Regions from separate parts of the Mus musculus genome. Here region 1 is linked to region 2. The links are chromatin contacts, called in public promoter capture Hi-C maps. All regions are on one chromosome and are shown on one strand. Each heading gives the region's core, a stretch centred on a gene start, on an enhancer-like site or on the middle of the called end of the contact. The rest is flanking DNA. Distances are from core to core; before and after follow the strand shown.

Region 1 (6,207 bases), core at 2,895-5,394, 150 kb after region 2:
CTACCCTGGTTTCCCTCTGGATCTCTTCTCCCTTTCCACAGGATCTTGTTGGCCATAGTCATCATCCCTTGATCCCCTCTGAGATAAGTACGTGACTCAGTCTGCTCGGTCATGAATGGTCCCCTGGTTACAGAATATGACTCAGGAGCATTGTGCAAATAATCTTAGAGCTTCTGGGATTGACCTCCTTCCCATCTAGACAGGCTCATCCACATCTAGTCAAGAGCAAGCTTGAACCCTGCTTCCCAATGCTTTTACACATCATCATCTCAATCCAGAGAGACCTTGGCCTCTTTCCTTAGTGGGGAAAGGGAATAGTGATGGTGGAGATAACAGGATCTAGGTTCTCGACCTTCCTAATGCTGCAACCACTTAATACAGGTCCTCATGTTGTGGTGACCCCACCACCACCACCACCATAAAATTATTTTCATTACTACTTCATAACTGTTATCTTGGCTACTGTTATTATGAACTGTAATGTAAACATCTGTGTTTCTTGATGGTCTAGGCGACCCTGGTTTGACTCCCTCCTGAAAGGGGTTGAGACCCATGGGTTGAGAACCACTCTAGAATCACCCAGGAGACAAAGTTTGGGCATGTCCAAGAGGGAGTTTCTAGACTGACTAATTAAGGTGGGATGACTTAGCCTGCATGTGGGCAGCACCATTGCAAAGGCTGGGGTTGTGCTTTGGATGAAGAGGGTAAGACAAGGTGAGCCGAAGCATCCATCTCTCTGCTTCCTGACAGCTGCTGCCAAACCTTCTCCTCCTTGGCGAACTAACTCTACCCTCAGTCTGGGAGGGAAAATAAACCCTTCATTCCCTCAGTCGCATTTACCCAATATTTTGTGGTTATTTTGTTGCAGCAGTAAGAGAAGTAACACACTTACCACCAGACTCCCAGCACAGCAGGTCCCGTCGCCCTCCCCCCCCCCCCTTGCAATTGCCATGTACAGCACCATTCTCTTGTGCAGTGGTTAGAAGTGGTCATTATTGGGTAGCCAGTTACACATATATCTGTTCTGCCTGGTAACCTAGGGTGGATCAATTGACCAAATAGGGCGGACAGATGTTCCTACACAGAGAGAGGCCAGAGTCCACCCTGAGGTGACAATGCCATCCGTTCCTTTTTGCCTATGACTTTCCAGGCTCTTAGGTGCTATACTCTGCCTGTTGAGGAACCTCTCTGCTCCAGCCGACAGGGACAATTGGTGTTAATGTTTAAATGTAAAGTATCCCCTGCAGGCTCATGTGTTTTTTTTGAACATTTGGTTCCCAGCTAGTGGTATCATTATAAGAAGTTATAAAAACCTCTAGAATATAGGACCCAGCTGGCTGATGAGGCCACAGGGACAGGCTTCGAGGATTATAGCCCTTCTGGATAAAACTCTCTTTCCTACTCCTCCTCCTCCTCCTCCTCCTCCTCCTCTTCTTCTTCTTCTTCTTCTTCTTCTTCTTCTTCTTCTTCTTCTTCTTCTTCTTCTTCTTCTTCTTCTTCTTCTCCTTCTTCTCCTTCCTTCTCCTCTTCCTCCTCCTTCTTTGTCTTTTTCATCTTCTTCTTTGCTTGTGTTGTTCTTCATTTTTGTTTGTTTGTTTTTGTTTTGTTTTATTTGTTTGTTTGTTTATTTGAGACAGTCTCTCAATATGTAGGCACAGCTGGTCTGGATCTTACTATGTAAACCAGACTTGACCTTGAACTCACAGAGCTGCCTGCTTCTGCCTCCCAAGTGCAGGAATTAAATGCATGTGCCACCCAGCTTAGCTTTCTACTCCTTGATCCATGGAAATATAAAGAAGCTGGATGCTTCATGCTCCCTACTATGTCCTGGCCACAGACGGGAACTGATTCTAACACTATACAGTATGATTACCCCACCATAAAGGACTGTATCCTCTTTGACCACGAGCCACTTCTATCTCAGCAACCAGAAATGCAACCAAGAAATTGGCTGTGTTCAGTGGGCAGAGTTATGAGGTAAGTGCTACCATGGAGGATCCCCCTTCCAAAGTGAAGGCACAGACTGTATAGATTCCACCAAGGTCCAGCTTCATAGCCAGGCAACATGGATTATTTAGCTCCTACTATGTGTCAAGTGTTCTGTGAAGTTTTGAACTTCCAGGGTCTCTGCCTGTAAAAACTTTTGAGTTGGAAGATCCTTTCAAAGAACCAGAATATAATCATTTGAGATGTTGTGAAGCTTACGGTAGGTTGAAACCCCCTAAATCTATTGTTGTTGCCTCTAAGGCAACCACAGACAGCGTGGGTAGTTGTGGCCATGTACCAATATGGCTTTATGGGCAATGGCTTAGAGCAGAGTTGGAAACACACAAACAAGACCTCAGGATACCGGTCAGGCCCCTGCTGAAGCTCAGTAGGTGGCCTTGTGGTATTTTATATGTCCCCAGCTTCCCTGATCTGTGGTAGCTGGCCGATCCAACAATTGACATTAGTGGATAAACCAGCAGAGACAACGGCAGCTGACCAGAACAGTGTCTGAAGGGCTGGAAGGGTCTGACGCACCATGAGGTTTTCTGGAGCCTTCTAGCCTTTTCAATCCCTAGTCCACTTTCCAGGTCCCATGAGGCCCAGCCCAGGGAGGTTTGGCTATGGCCCCAGACAGCCTTACCTTGGAACAGGGTGTCCTGTTTTCTCTCTTCCCATATATAGTTGGTCTTCTATATTTATAGTTGCCATATCTGAGGAGCCAATCAATAGGACTGAAAATATCTGGGGAAATGCATTTGTAAAGAACACCTGCAGAAGTTTTTCTTGCCATTGTTCCCAACCGGGCACAAGCTGTTTATTTAACATTTATATGGTATCATGTCATCTTAAGTAACATAAAGATGATTTAAAGTATATGGGGGGTGCACTCAGCAGATAATGGTGCTTGCCACACAAGCTTGGGGACTTGAGTTTGGTTCTCAGAACCAATGGAAAGGTAGAAGAAGAAAACTGACTCTACAAAGCTGTCTGTCCTGTGACCTCCACACGTATGTGGTAGCATGAGTCCTGAACACATTCACTTCATATATATATATATATATATATATATATATATATATATATATATACATATATATATATATAAAATACTACTAATAATAATAATTATTAATATAATAATACCCTTAGAGTATGTGGCACGTGAAAATGGGTCCTATACAAATACCATGTTAATTCCTGTAAGAGAGTGGAACCTCCATTGTTCTGAGTGATGACCGTACATCCTCACAGGAAAAAAAATATTTCCTTTCTTTCTTGTGTAAAACAATCATTTCCAGCAAACTTGTTAAGTTATAAGGCTATCACCACCATCAGTCTCTGTCCAAAACCTGCTTTTTATCCAAGAAATGTGGGTGAGGGTTTCCTGTCAACAAAACTGCTCAAGCACCCTACTACCCTGTGGGAAGAGTACCAGAAGCACACAGGATGGGCCCCCCAGAGAGACCCAGGGATGGTGACATGGGAGAATCCCCTGGGAACTGTGCGAGGAACATCTCCTTCATTTCTTAGCCCTTTAAGTGACAGTGGCCAGGTGCTCACATCTGGGTCAGGAACCCTCTGCAGTAGACATGTATGGATGAAACCTTCCCTCAGTGCTACCCACCAAACCCTTACATGCACACAGCAGCATCCCTGTTCCTTCCCACCCAGGTATGGACCACTGGCCTGCTTTTGATGTCTGTGTACAGGACCTTCAAATCCTTTTGTATTTCAGTGAGTCCCCACCACAGGAAGGGGACAGATCTGTACTTGTCCCCAAGGCAGTCGGTAACATCTCAGAGTTATCAGCCAAGTAGATTCCTATTGCAGGGTTTCTAAGACATTGAGATGAAATTGTCAGGAAGGGCTGATACCTGTCATTCTGGGGTTTTGTGGATGAGGTCTGGCCCTACAGCTGGCCTCTCCTCTGCTCTGTTTCTCTGGTAGGAGAAAATTCTTACCCATGCCCTATGGCCCCAGCTCTTTCCTCTTTTTTCGTAGCCATTCTCACCATCGAAATGTCATTTCATCTTTAATTAACAGTAGGATTCTTTGTTGCCTGCAAGAGGATCCAGTTGGAGCTAAATCAAGTAACTAGGGGCTCCTCCTGGGGGCCTGGAGCAGCTTGCAGTTGCAAAGCAGTTGCTAGGCAACCAGTACTGCTTACTGCCTCTGCCTTGGGGTGTTTCCAACAGCCTTAGGCCTCCCTCAGCCTCTTTCTTGGCAGAAAGCATCCAAAGGCACAGTGTGGGGTGAGGGTCCCTAGCTTTGGGCCTTTGTGTCCTGCACAGAGAGGGAGGAGGGACGTTATCCTAGATACTGTCTCTGGAAGATGCCATACTATTATGGTTTGAATATAAAATTCCCTACAAGATCTGGGGAGCACTTGGTCCTCATCTGGTAAAGCTGTTTGGAGGAGGCTCTGGAATGTTTAGGAGGTAGGCCCTAGTCAGAGGAACTAGGTCACTGAAGGGAAACACCAAGGTTCTAGTCTCTAGTTACATTTTTACTTCCTGTCTGCCAAGAAGGAAACAGCTTCCTCCACACCTGTCCCAGTACTGTGATGTACTGCCGCACAGTCAAGCCACCATGAAATGAACCTCTAAGTGTTTCTGCTCTGTTGGACGGGCATCCGGGGACTCGGAAGCCCAGGAACCACACAGCTCTGAGGGGAGGATGCATCCCAGTGAGACACAGGAGCCCAGGAACCACACAGCTCTGAGAGAGAGAAAGCCTCCTCAGCAGAGGTGTTGCAGCTCCCCAGGGTGAGTATCCCAGCCGAGCTGAGGCCTCAGCCCAGCTCCATCTTTGCTTCTTCTTTTCTCTTCAGAGCTTCTTTTCTTGTCCTCTTCTGATGAGAGAGTCACAGCAGGCAGAAAAATCTCATGAACGAGATTTATTGAAAGGTCCAGGGTGTGGAGGGATGAATCCAGGGATGGCTGCCTTCTCTGCTCTCAGAAGTGGGCAGCCGGAAATTGGATAAAGGGCAGGCCTTCTCTAGGATTTCTTAAGGGGCAGAGCTTTTCAGGGCAGAGATTTCCAGACTGAGGATTGGTGGGATTTCAAGCCCCGAGTTTGGGAAGCTCAGAGATTGATGGGTTTTCCTGTTCAGGGATTGGTGGAGTTTTGTGCTCAGGGATTGGTGGGTTTTGGGGGGAAGCTCAGGGACTGGTGGGTCTTTCTGCATCAGGCCCATGAGTTAGTGTAGGAATTCCTTCCCGGCTGCAGCTGGTTTTGCTGAGGCACCATCCTCTGTGGCGTTGCTTGAGGGAGGCTGGAGAGGAGGTGCTGCCACTGTGGACAGCTCCTGTGAGGTATGCAGATTGAGATGTGGTGGGTGGTGCCGCCATTTTAGACATTTTACTGCTGCAGCCATAGGCTTGGCTGGAAGGAGGGGCCTGCAGCTGCTTTGACGGCTTTTGTGCTGCTCCACGTAGGGACCGCAGAGTCCACTAAAACTGTGAGCTGAAGGAAATCCTTCCTACCTCGGGTTTCTCACAGGTATCTGCTCACAGTGGTAAAATCCTGACTAAAATCCATACGCACTCTATCATCGCATCCATCGCTCATTAGAAGAATATGGATTTGCCTCACCTGCTCAGATCTAAGCTCTTCTAGGTACCAGGACAAGTACCAGATATGTCCAGCACTAAGTAATGAGGGTGTTCTTACTTGATCATTAGGAAGATGAATGCTGGCCTAGGGAGATGGCTCAGCAGCTAAGAACACTGAATACTCTTGCAGAAGAAGATCCAGGCGTGGTCCCCAGCTCCCACAGGGTGGATAACAACCTGTTAGCTCCAGTTTCATTCAGGGAATCTGATGCCTCTTCTGGCCCCCATGGACACTACACACTTGTGGTGGTACACAGTCATATATGCAGGCAAAACACTCATACACAAAACAAAAATACATTTGTTTTTAGAGAAGATGAATACACACAATACTCTTTCCAAATGAGAAGATCTAACTGGACTACACAAATTATTACGGAAGTGCAGGCAATTGTTTAGATGCCTTGTGGAGAAGAGAATGTACTGGCCCTTAAAGAAATATTTTAATTCCAGAGACAGTAACTAATACACAAAGTTGGAAATGTGACTGTCTTCCAGCGTCACTTTGTGCTGTTTTGTTTTGAGACAGATTATCAGGCTGGCTTGCAACTTGTAGTGATCCTCTTGTTGCATCTTCAGAGCACCGAGATTACAGGTGAGGACC
Region 2 (5,743 bases), core at 2,366-4,865:
CACTGAGCCTCTCAGAACCGCTGGTCACTCCAGGTCCAGAGTATCCAAGGCATATCTGGTCTCCTTGGGCACCGTCATACAGGCTCACAAACCCACTCAAAAACACGTAAGTAAATAATAAAGTATGTAGACAAAAATCCTTAAAGTAATTGTGAGTTGTTGGATGTTAGTTGTTAGATGAGAGTCTCCCTCAGACTCTGTACAGCTGTCATTCTGGACCTTGGATGTTTCCTTGTAAGAGTGAAGTGTGCTCCCTCGCCAGGTGGAGTGAGAAAATGGACTAGTGGACAGAGCCCAGAGACAGAAAAATAGAGGGAGTGATTGGACAGAGACTCATGGAGAGAGAGTCTCTCAGAGAGAAACAGAAGGAAACACTAAAGGTGAGTAGTATTCTGTCACCTTGTTGGACCTTTGACTGGTAAGGGAAGGTCAGGGCTGTTAGCTCCAAGCCTGCAGAAGTACAGATGAGTCAGACGAGGTTTCTGGATGCCTCTGCCAAGAGCAGAGGAGAGGAGCCAGAAGAAATATTCTTAGCCCCAGAGGGTTGGGGATGTGAAAGAATTGTTAGACTATGCATTCTTAGCATTGTAGAGTTGGAAGCCGAGTCTCTAAACCCCTTTCTTTATGTTTTAATTTGGAAATGCGGAGGCTGCTGATTAGTGCAAAAATAAAAGAGAAAAGAAATATAGTCATTAAGATTGAGACTGCAGCTGGGCAGTGCTGACTCATGCCTTTAATCCCAGCATTAGGGAAGCAGAGACAGGTAGATCTCTTGAGTTCAAGGCCAGCCTGGTCTACAGAGTGAGTTCCAGGACAGCCAGAGATACAAGAGAAACCCTGTCTCAAAAAACAAAAGAAATAAATACATAGAAGATAGATAGATAGATAGATAGATAGATAGATAGATAGATAGACCAATAGGAGGCAGACAGGCAGGCAAATAGATGATTTAGACTACAAAGCAGGTCATAGTGGCACACACCTTTAATCCTAGCACTCACAGGGAAAGCCAAACAGATCTCTGAGTCTGAGACCAGCCTTGTCAACAGAGTAAGTTCTAGGAAAACCAGGGCTATACAGAGAGACCCTGTCTCAAAAACAAAACAAAACAAAATGAAACGAAATTCCAGTAAAATGTTTTTAGTGCCTACCTGAACCACAGCTGTAGTTTTGTAGACTTTTTGCCTTTTTTTTTTTTCTTATTGGCCTTTGGTTTATTTATTTCAGTTTCCATTTTTTGTGTTCTTGTGAGGAGTTTGTGTGTTTCTTGTTTTACTGTTGTTTTTGTTTGTTTTAAAGAAATAGTAAAAAACAGTTGGGTGAGTAGATTAATGGGGAGGAACTGGGTGGAAAGCATGGTCAAAATATATTGTGTGAAATGTTTTCAAAACATATATGTGCATATATACATATAGATATAGATGATAGATAGATAGATAGATAGATAGATAGATAGATAGATAGATAGATAGATAGATAGACAGCTTTTTTTTTTTTCAAGACAGTTTCTCTGTGTAGCCCTGGCTGTCCTGGAACTCACTCTGTAGACCAGGCTGGCCTCGAACTCAGAAATCCGCCTGCCTCTGCCTCCCAAGTGCTGAGATTAAAGGTGTGTGCCACCATGCCTGATGCAGATAGACAGCTTTAAACTATCTGAAAGCTTAACCTTATCCTGAGCCTTAACATCTCCTCACCAGGCACTATCACAAGTCCTCTGTTCACTTTGAATTATTCCAATTTTGCTGTAAATTTGTTAGGAATGTGAGAATATTGGTATAAACTCTTGACTTCAATATTTGAAAGTCTGATTTGGCTCTAAAAATATATTTAATATGTACTGTTTATAAAAGTGGTTGGATTTTTTTTTTTTGAGGCCATGTATGATGGCACACCCTTTAATTCCAGCCCTCCAGAGGCAGAGACGGGTAGAATTCTGTAAATTCAGGCCAGCCAAGGCTACATCGTGAGACCCGGCCTCAAAAAAAAATTAAACTTTTAAAAGTATTGTATGGCTCAGTGGGTATTTCCAGTCATGCCTAACAATTGAAATCAGTCGTCAAGATTCAGATGAATAGCAGAGAGAAGTGATACCCTAAGGTTGTCCTCTGACCTCCACCCATCTGACTTGGTACCAGCACACCCCAACACATTAAAATAAATAAGTGTAACTTTAAAACAACTCTTAAGAAATCGGATCTGCAGAGGTCTAGAGGACTTCTGGTGATCAATGTCAAATGCTTGTTACTTTTTAGAGGCCATTATAAGAATAAGGAAGGGAGTACAAATATCTAGATAAATAAGCTTAGGCAAAACTCATGCAAGTATGATCCAGAGTGTTCATTATTTTCTGGGATGGGAAATATCAATGTATTTCTTAGCGGTAGAGTTTTCCATTATGCGTTACCTTTATGGCGGGATAAATCAAATGTGAAATTGCTTGGTTTTGCATGCAGCTCCACATAGGATTCGACTCAGGGTGCTTAATTCTGCTAAGTAGAAATTCAAAGCTGAGTGAAAGTCTTACAGTCGGAAAACCCAGATAATATGAAAATGCAGTACCAGATATTTTTATCATAAAATAGCTTGGCAAAAGGTGAGCACAGTAGCGAACGATGGTGATCATAGCATCTGGGAGGTGGAGGCAGGAGGATCAAAAATTCAAAGTCATTCTCAGCTATAGAGCAAGTTCAAGGCCAGCTCGGGCTACATGTGACCCTATTACAAAATACGAAGCAGACGATAGCTCTGCAATTACTCACGGGTTTATAAATATCTATGATATAATGTGTCTTTTATTTCGATCAAGATTCCTGTAGAGAATTTTGTTAGAGAAATCGGTACTAGAACTTCATTTGAATCGCTGAGTTCGAAACTTAGTTCTTTTAGTGAAATATTAATTAGAAACATTCATGCTATTAGGGCTAATTTGCTTGGTAATTTTAACCAGGGCACACAATGCTCATTGGTGAATTCATGGGGATTTTATGTTGTTGGTTTGTTTTTTAAGTGTCTCGTCTAGTTATAATCTAGCTTTGCACTCTGGGGGTGATTTATGGTGTAATCATCATAAAATAAGTCTGGGCCAATCCACACCGGTGACCAACTGGGATATAAAGCCCGACTGTAACGTTAATGAAGATGCTACACTGTTAGCACTTTACACTGCACGAAAGCAATTTTTACCTCTTTTAATCTGTAGCTCGTTTCTTGAACAGTCATTCTCTCTCTAGGCTGATTTCAGAAATGGCTGGGAATTTGTTGTAACAACCCTAGGGATCGTGGAAAATGTGTAGTCGGTGTAGGATGGTTATGGTTGGGGGCTCTGGGCTTTGAGGAAGTTGTGCTGACATTGAACATATAACTTCCCAGCCTGATTGAAGTCAAGTTTCCTTTTGAAGGCTTTGTTCCGGGCCACCTCCAGCATACTCTCTGTCCCTTGCATACTGTAACGTACTGTCTCCTCGGACACTGTGACAATACAAATAACATCTTCTGCATTGGGCCTAAAATAGCTGGAGACATTGCGGTTCCTTCTTATGCCCTGCTGGCAAGGACAGGCCAAGTCCTCTGTATCCTCACTGCGTCAGGCCAGGCATGAGTCATCCATCGCATGTTGACTTCCCAGCCCAGGCCTGGACTAGAGAGAGCCTGCCTGCACCTCCAGGTAGGTCTGAACAATCTTTTCTGGAAGCATCAGGGCTAAATCACAGAAGCTGGCAGCTTCCCTGGGCTCTCTTCCACTATAGCTTAATCATGAGGTGGCTGGACTCCAAGCCACAGCTGCCGCTTGAGCACCGAGGCTTGATGTCTCCCTCCCATTCCCTGCGCGGCCCTGATCCCTGGACCACCTTCTTTTAGAAGGTGGGTCACTGTGTATGGCAGCAGAGGTCAGGTGTGCCTGTCGTGGGGCTTCTCCCACTTGGAAGACTCAAATCATTGTCTCTCAGGTTTTCTTCTCAGTGGGGAAAAAACTGAGCAGAAGATGCGGGCTAATGAAGGCTTGCCTCCCTTTGCTTTCCTGACTAGCCCAGCAAGCACTTTTGGCCCAGACTGGTGCGCTGTCTGTCTACGTCTACGTGCTGTGCGCTTCATCATGCTCTGTCATCATGCTCTCTCTCATGTACGTTCGTCTGTATGTATGCATTCCCCCAAAACATACCCTTAACAAATGGACAGACTACTTGTACCACAAACACAAGGTTGGCTGGTTTGTTTGTTGTTCTTCTTTCTTTTTCTTCCTTCCTTCCTTCTTTTGTTTGTTTGTTTGTTTTTGTTTTTCAAGAAATGGTTTCCTCTATTCCTATCTTAATTTTTTGAGACAGGGCGTCTCACCAAATCCTGAGCTCGTTGACTAGGTTTAAATCAGACAGTCAGTGAGACGCGGGGACCCTCCTACCTCTGCTTCCCAGCTCGAGGACTGCAGGCATGCGCCACTGTGCCCAACTTAAAAGATAGTTTATGAGCTCAACCTACAGAATAAGGACTAGGAAGACAGCACTAACTGTCTGCGCACTGGAGAGACTCAAAGCCCAGCAACTTCTCAGTCTGGGAGGTTAGATGCCTTGACAGCCCTGCTCCCTGAAGAGTAGCTGGCATAGAGTCTTCATGGAAAGGCTGAAGAAGCTGGTATCTGGCACCAGCTGAGGAGAGCAGCGGCAGCAGCGGCAGCGGCAGCAGCAGCAGCAGGGATAAACACAAGCGCACTCTGGAAGCTGTAATGGCAAGCGACGCCCACTGCGTTTTCCTCAGAACTCTATAGCAGAGCCGCCCACTGGAAGGTGCCACCTGTGTTGAGAGTTGGTCTCCCCTTCAGTCATCCCTCCCTGGAGGTACCCTTTAGACACGCCCAGAGATGTATATTCTTGTCATTCTAAATTCCTTTGACAATCAAGACCAACCCTCATGCCTACGTTAGCTCCCTGCTGCTATGACAAAATATTTGAGAAAAGTCAATGTAAAAAAAGGAAAGGCTTATTGGAGTTCTGACCTCAATGACCGCATTTCCTTCCCACTAGGTCCCACTTTCGGGTTTTTTTTTTGGGGGGGGAGTGGGGGGGTTCAAGACAGGGTTTCTTTGTATCACCCTAGCTATCTTGGAACTCACTTTGTAGACCAGACTGGCCTCAAATCCACCTGCCTCTGCCTCCCAAGGGCTGGGATTAAAGGCGTGTGCCTCCATGGCCTGGCTTAGGTCTCACTTTCGTTTTTGTTTGTTTGGGGTTTTGTTTTGTTTTGTTTTGTTTTGTTTTGTTTTGTTTTTTTGAGACAGGGTTTCTCTGTATAGCCCTGGCTGTCCTGGAACTCACTCTGTAGACCAGGCTGGCCTCGAACTCAGAAATCCACCTGCCTCTGCCTCCCGAGTGCTGGGATTAAAGGCGTGCGCCACCACACCCAGCTTGGGTCCCACTTTCTACAGGTTACACCACCTCCTAATATGTCTCAGGCTGATGAGCAAGCTTTTCAAATCTGGATCTGTACATTTAAGATCAAAACTGTAACAATGAGTGAACTATGCAAATGGGCCAACATCTAAGAGAACCAAGATACATTGTTCTGCTTAATAGTAATCAAAACTCATCCCTGAGACCCAGAGCAGAAAACATCCAGCTATCTGTGGAGCTGTGATCTGTCACAGTAGATGATAGGGTGTTGGGGAGATTTCTGAACACTGTACCCCAATAGTATGGAGCAACAGGTAGCACAGTTGAGTCTTGACTCTGAGGTGCCTCAATGCCACCAAGAG

The links. Capture Hi-C pulls out chosen DNA fragments and counts their contacts.
Region 1: a contact with region 2 is called in a promoter capture Hi-C map of pancreatic islet. The contact joins the promoter of 4933407L21Rik here to the promoter of 9930111H07Rik in region 2. A contact is called at or near these places in 5 of 39 promoter capture datasets (the 3T3-L1 cell line, the HPC-7 cell line, embryonic stem cells and 2 more), 1 of 484 Hi-C or Micro-C datasets (nephron progenitors) and 2 of 9 other capture datasets (adipose tissue and pancreatic islet).

Annotation. Positions count from the first base shown.
Region 1 is chr1:85,924,339-85,930,545 of GRCm38.p6, forward strand. 4933407L21Rik (RIKEN cDNA 4933407L21 gene) reads left to right here and starts at 4,145. Exons shown (of 3, transcript NR_037692.1): 1 at 4,145-4,754; 2 at 6,133-6,198. It overlaps Gm51745 (a long non-coding RNA gene), which reads right to left and starts at 1,000. Exons shown (of 3, transcript XR_003948690.1): 1 at 893-1,000.
Region 2 is chr1:85,771,656-85,777,398 of GRCm38.p6, forward strand. It overlaps 9930111H07Rik (RIKEN cDNA 9930111H07 gene), which reads left to right and starts at 3,616. Exons shown (of 4, transcript NR_108086.1): 1 at 3,616-3,664.